Linked DNA regions of Anser cygnoides: region 2 is linked to region 1. The links are chromatin contacts, called in public Hi-C maps. All regions are on one chromosome and are shown on one strand. Each heading gives the region's core, a stretch centred on a gene start, on an enhancer-like site or on the middle of the called end of the contact. The rest is flanking DNA. Distances are from core to core; before and after follow the strand shown.

What was found. Hi-C and Micro-C count contacts between places; a contact is called where the count stands out from the background.
Region 2: a Hi-C map of liver shows a contact between it and region 1, with 14 times the contacts expected there. The contact joins the promoter of PRPF40A here to the promoter of MMADHC in region 1. A contact is called at or near these places in 2 of 7 Hi-C or Micro-C datasets (both in liver).

The regions. Positions count from the first base shown.
Region 1 is chr6:40,079,042-40,081,741 of Taihu_goose_T2T_genome, reverse strand. MMADHC (metabolism of cobalamin associated D) reads left to right here and starts at 1,428. Exons shown (of 7, transcript XM_048081015.2): 1 at 1,428-1,701. The coding sequence starts at 1,693.
Region 2 is chr6:40,772,556-40,775,255 of Taihu_goose_T2T_genome, reverse strand. It overlaps PRPF40A (pre-mRNA processing factor 40 homolog A), which reads left to right and starts at 1,267. Exons shown (of 26, transcript XM_066999323.1): 1 at 1,267-1,760; 2 at 2,580-2,700. The coding sequence starts at 1,395. It overlaps LOC125185025 (a long non-coding RNA gene), which reads right to left and starts at 1,468. Exons shown (of 2, transcript XR_007169862.2): 1 at 1,354-1,468.

The sequences.
Region 1 (2,700 bases), core at 179-2,678:
ACTAGAGCTTTCTTAGAAAAGCTGGAAAGATGCAGCATACAAGCAATTGTGGAGTTGGTATAGGATCATAGAATATCCCAAGTTGGAAGGGACCCATTGGATCATTGAGTCCAACTCCAACTGGTAGATATGGTATGATGGACAAAGTGTTTGGATGTGGAATAAGCATGGGAAAAAAAAAAAAAAAAAAAAGATGAAAAAGATGAAAAAGAAGGACCTAAGATGAAAAAGAAGGACCTAAGATGATCCCTCTTACAGACACATCTCAGGCCAGAGAGGACAAACACTTCATGTTCCAGGTGAGACTTAAAAACGAAAGGATGCCAATTTGAACCAAGGTCATAGAGCTGTGAAAGTATAAAACATTTTGAAGATGTGAAAGAAAACCAGCCTGATTCTGTGAATGAAGCGGGAACATAGGCATTTGTAATGTGTGTGGAGATGGCTTTGGGATCAGCACCCTAACTGAGCCACACTAATGTCGTATTTATGTTCAACACTTTCTGTGGATAGCGATTTACCTACTGAATAGAATACATATAGTCAGTAGGCATGAAATAATAAATATTAACTGTCTATTTCTGTTTTTCTCTGGGAGCAACAAGGCCGTGCCCCCAAACACAGCTTGTTGCACTGCGGGGCTGCCAGTATGTGCTCGTAACTTCTGCAGTTAATTAATTTCATGTAGCAGCAAGTACATAAATAAAAAATTAAGACTTTAACCCAGGGAATTACCTCAGCACAAATACAGTTTGTAATGTAAAAGTTTATTTTAAGTGAAGACTTGCTTGCAAGCTCATGCCACTGCATATCCCAAAAACCTAGGACTAGGGAGAAAAGGCAGTCCATAAAGATGAAGTGAGGGAAAAAATAAACACAAACTTTGGTCTGTTGAAGGAAGGTTTATTGAAGATACTGAAGGAAGCTACGGATCGTCCTTCGAGGACATGTTTTGTCAGCAGAAATGGCATTTTTGCTCCCAGTTCTGACTTTTAAGGCACCTAATGGCCTGGGGGGAGACGGAAGCCTCCCGGTTTATTCGCCCCGGTAACACCGCCTCTCCCCCTGCCACACTTCACGGCCCTCCGAGCGCCCGGCTCGGGGACGGGCCGGCAGCACGCTGCGCTGCTGACCCCTGGCGCCCCGGGCGGGCACTGCGCCGCCCCCCGCAGCCGGCCCCGGCTCCCCCGGCTCCCGTGAGGGACCCCACGGCAGGGCGCTGCGCCCAGGGGTGCCCGAGACTGGTGGCGGCCGCAGCCCGGGCGGGCGGGAGGCAGAGAAAGGCGGCGGGCTCTGAGGGGACAACATGGCGGCGGCCGCCCCGAGGAAAACCCCGCCGCCGCCGGCCCCAGGCGGTCTGATCGACGTGCCGGCGGAGCAACTCGCCGGGCCTGGCGGCGGGCGGGGAGGCGGCTGAGGGGGAGCGCCGCGGGGCGGCGGCGGCCGCCATTTTGTAGGAAGAGCGGAGCGGAGCCGGGCGGTTCTTGGCCCCCGTCGGTCTCCGGTCCCCCTCGGTGCCCCTCGGTCCCCGCCGCCGTGTGCCTGGGAGGAGCGGGCGTCGCCGCGGGAGGCCGCTGTCAGGGCAGCGGGGGGCGGCCCCGAGGGGGGAGCGGGGCCGGGCCGGGCGCCTCAGGGCCGCTGCGTTCGCTTCTCTTGCAGGGGGAGCCGGGCCGGGGCAGCCGGGCGGCGGCGATGGCCAAGGTGAGCAACCCCCCCTCGGCGGCTCGGGGGCGCCCCCGTCTTCCTCCCCCCTTCAAAGCAGCCTTTAAAAAAAAAATAATAATAATTCTCAAGAAGAGGTCGCCGGGAGTGTCATCCTTCTCCCCTCTGAGCGCCCGAAGCGTATCATGTGTTAAGGTGAAGCCTTTAAGTTCACTGGGGTGCTTTCAGACTGAAACATAAAACATACTTTACTGATCTGGTTTGTTTTGTCACCGAGACGGGAATGTTCTTTGGTCTCAGCGGGATTTTTTACTGGGGTGACGCCAGGTATGTAAATATTTGCAGTAGTGAGCTAAATCAACGTATCGATAAAGAGTGGTAACATCTCCGCCTTAAATGAACCTGCTGATAAGGAAAAAATGTTTCTCTTGTGATTATGTGTCATCGATAATTGTTTCTGTATACTTTAATCTGTGTATACTTCAATATATGCGTTTGTTTCACAATAACTTATTTCAGTAGTGCTTTTACATGGTAAGGGAAAGGTTCAAGTGGGATCAGCAGGGTTTGTTTTTGTTACACAAATCTTTTAAACCTGCTGTTTTAGACCTAGACAGCTTAAGACCTTAACTGTAAAAACTTGATAATGTTAGTAAATTAACTGTGTGTTAACGTGTTTGAGTCGTCGTGATGTTAGTAAGATGTATCAGACACTGTATGTTTGTGTGGAGGTAGTATGGAAGGAGCAGGTATTTATTGGCTGAGGTCCTGACAGTTTGAATAGAGTCTTTATCAAAACATGTGAGTAGTACAGTTTTCTTACTTTTTTGGAAATAAGCTTTTTGGTTACATACTTAGTGGTAAACATATGGGTAAACTCCTATATGATCAAGAATACAATATTTGAGGAAGAACCCGTTTCTCAAAAACTGAAACGTTTCTCAAAATAATTTCTTTCTCTCATTGGGAAATGAAGTTTTATGAAAACACATTGACTATAGCGGGGAGCGGTTACGTTTTCCAGGGATGTGTGTTTTG
Region 2 (2,700 bases), core at 18-2,517, 690 kb before region 1:
CTGCATGGAATCTTAATTATTAAGAGATAATTAATTGACTTGACAGGCACATTTGACGAAGAGGAAAGCCACTGGCAGAACTAGAAACATTTTCCATCAACAAATTCCAAGTTCCACCAGAATACCGCTGCAGATCTTGTTGCAGGGCCACATAGATGGTAACTCCGGATCTTTGCTGGATCCCATCTCGCACAAATCCTATCAGTTATCACTTTGAACCGAAGACTACCATTGAAAAGACTTGTTAAATGACGGGGGTGTGACAGCTGTAAGAGCACTTTCACACCTAGAAGCTACTACACTTGTGGTATCCAATGTGTCCCACCCCCCCCAAAAAAAAACAAACAAACAAAGGCACCCCAAACACCACTACATCCAAAGGGCCACATTCACAACTGATTTTAACAAACTACAGGAGTTATATGGAGCTCAACTGCATTTTAAATTACAGATACTCAAAAAGCAGTGAGTTGGTGCTACCTGTAAATGTACGTAATTAAAGAGAGGGTTTACACATACAGTGCAAGTTTTACCTAGCTATAACAACTTCATTCTTCACGCCAGCCTTGCATTATTTTAAGTATTTGTGTATGTACCACACGCAAAGAGCACACACCTCCGTGTTGTAACACTTTATTGAAACCCAAGGTTACACTTCATTTCAGTTACAGCTGTGGCAGATTTTCACGTCAGACGAACTTCCAGCTCTCCTTTTTCCCCCCTCCCCTTTCTCTCAGGGCTTCCGGCACCGGCCCTCACTGGAGGCCGCAGGCCGGGGCTCCCACAAAGCACAAAACCCCCCGGTTTCATACCGATTTGCCCCCCAAAAATGTCCCACAGCCTACACGCCCCGACCGCCCCCCCCCCCCCGCCGGGTCCCGCCGGCCCAGCGGGCGCCAACCACCTCGCGCCCAGGACGGGGGGAGCCGTGGCCACCCCGCCTCGCGCGCGCGCTCACCCCCGCTTCGGCCCGTACCAACGCGCCGTGACGCAGGGGGGGACGGACGCGCGCAAGCCTTCGGGCCGGCGCGTTCTATCTACGGCCCGGCGCACGGGGGGGATCGCCCGCCCCCTCCCTGCCCGCTCAGGCAAGCGATGCCTCAGCCGCGGCGCTGTTCCCCTCCTTCTCAAGTGCTGTGGTACCACCCAGCTCCTGGTGGCCCGCCCCGGGCCCACGTGATCACTTTCCCGGCGTCCCCCGGGCTCGGCCCCGCCGCAGCTTCCCCCGCGCCCGCTCCGCTCCCGCTCCCGGGCCCGGCCCCGCCGCTGCCCGCGCTTGGCTCGGCCCGGCCCGGCCCGACCGCAGTCCCCCCGCCGCCGAGGGGCCGCTCCCGCCTCCTCCCCGCCTCTCACCTCTCCGCCCGTTCCTCGGGGCAGCCGCTCCCGGCCGGGACATGTCGGGCGGCGACTCCGCGGCGGCGGCGGCCGCGGCCTCCCCTCAGCCACTGCCCTTCTCGCTGCCCAAGCCGCCCCCCCTCATGCAGCTGACGCCGGGGGACGCCGTCCGGCCCGTGGCCGCCGCCGCCGCCGACCAATCGCCGAAGGGCAGCCGGCTGGCGGGCCGCCCCGATTGGCCGGCGGGCAAGCCAGTCAGCCTGCTGGCGCCGCTGCTCCCGCCCCGCGGCGAGCCCGAGCCCCTGATGCCCTTCGGGCCCTCGTCGCGGCAGCCGCTGCGGGGGCGGCTCCTGGGCAGGTGCGGCGGGGGCAGCCTGCTGAGCCCCGCCATGCGGCCCGGGGCCGTCGACCGCGGCTCGCTTATGGTGAGTGCGGGGCGGGGCGGGGGGAGCGCCGGGAAGCGGGGGGGAGGTGGCTGGGGGGACGGTGGGGGGGGTGGGGAGGGTGCTGCTGCTGCTGCTGCCGCCGCCCTGAAATGGCACCCTCAGGTGGTGCTTCCGTAGTGACCTGGAGCAGTTACCTGCGGAAGTGTGGTGCGAGGCCGGGCTGCGTGCTCTGCGAGTGAGTTCGTTCACAGCACGGCTCCTAAAGGACCCCTAGAACCAGCGCTTGTGGCCACGACAGAAGGCACGTGCTGTAATGCGGGAATTTTGAACGAACGGCATCTCTCATCCGTAGACATTTTTGTCCTTGCAGCGTGACCATACCAGGAATCGCGAGAGTAACAAAGTTCAGTTGTTTAATAAGGAGACGGTGATCACATTCACTGTAAAAACTACCAGATCACATTCATTGTAAAAACTCTCTCAGACTTGGATATGAGGAGTGAAAGGAATGCGTGTAACTTTGCACAGTGAGCAAACTCGCTCATAGTTGTTGCAGAAGAGCACACAGAAGTAGTTACAGGCCCAAGTTTAGTACGCTTTGCTGTGACAAGCCGTAAGGTGGCTTAAGAAAGACTTGTGGAGGTTTCATTTGGATGTTGGTTTAGAAACTTTATTTGTTCTAATGCTCACGACTCTAGAGGACCTGGAAGATCAAATGCTTACTGTCATTACTGCTACGCAGTGTTGAGTTAGTCGATTAAATAATTTTCAGTTCAGCGTTCAGCCTCTCTTTGTTCGCAATGCTTTTGTGAGTCGTTAGCTTCACGCTCATTTTTTTCCTTTGTTGCTGCCTTTCAGATGGGACACCCAGGGATGCCACATTACCCGCCCATGGGAATGCACCCCATGGGGCAGAGGCCACCGAACATGCCGCCGGTTCCGCATGGTATGATGCCTCAGATGATGCCTCCCATGGGAG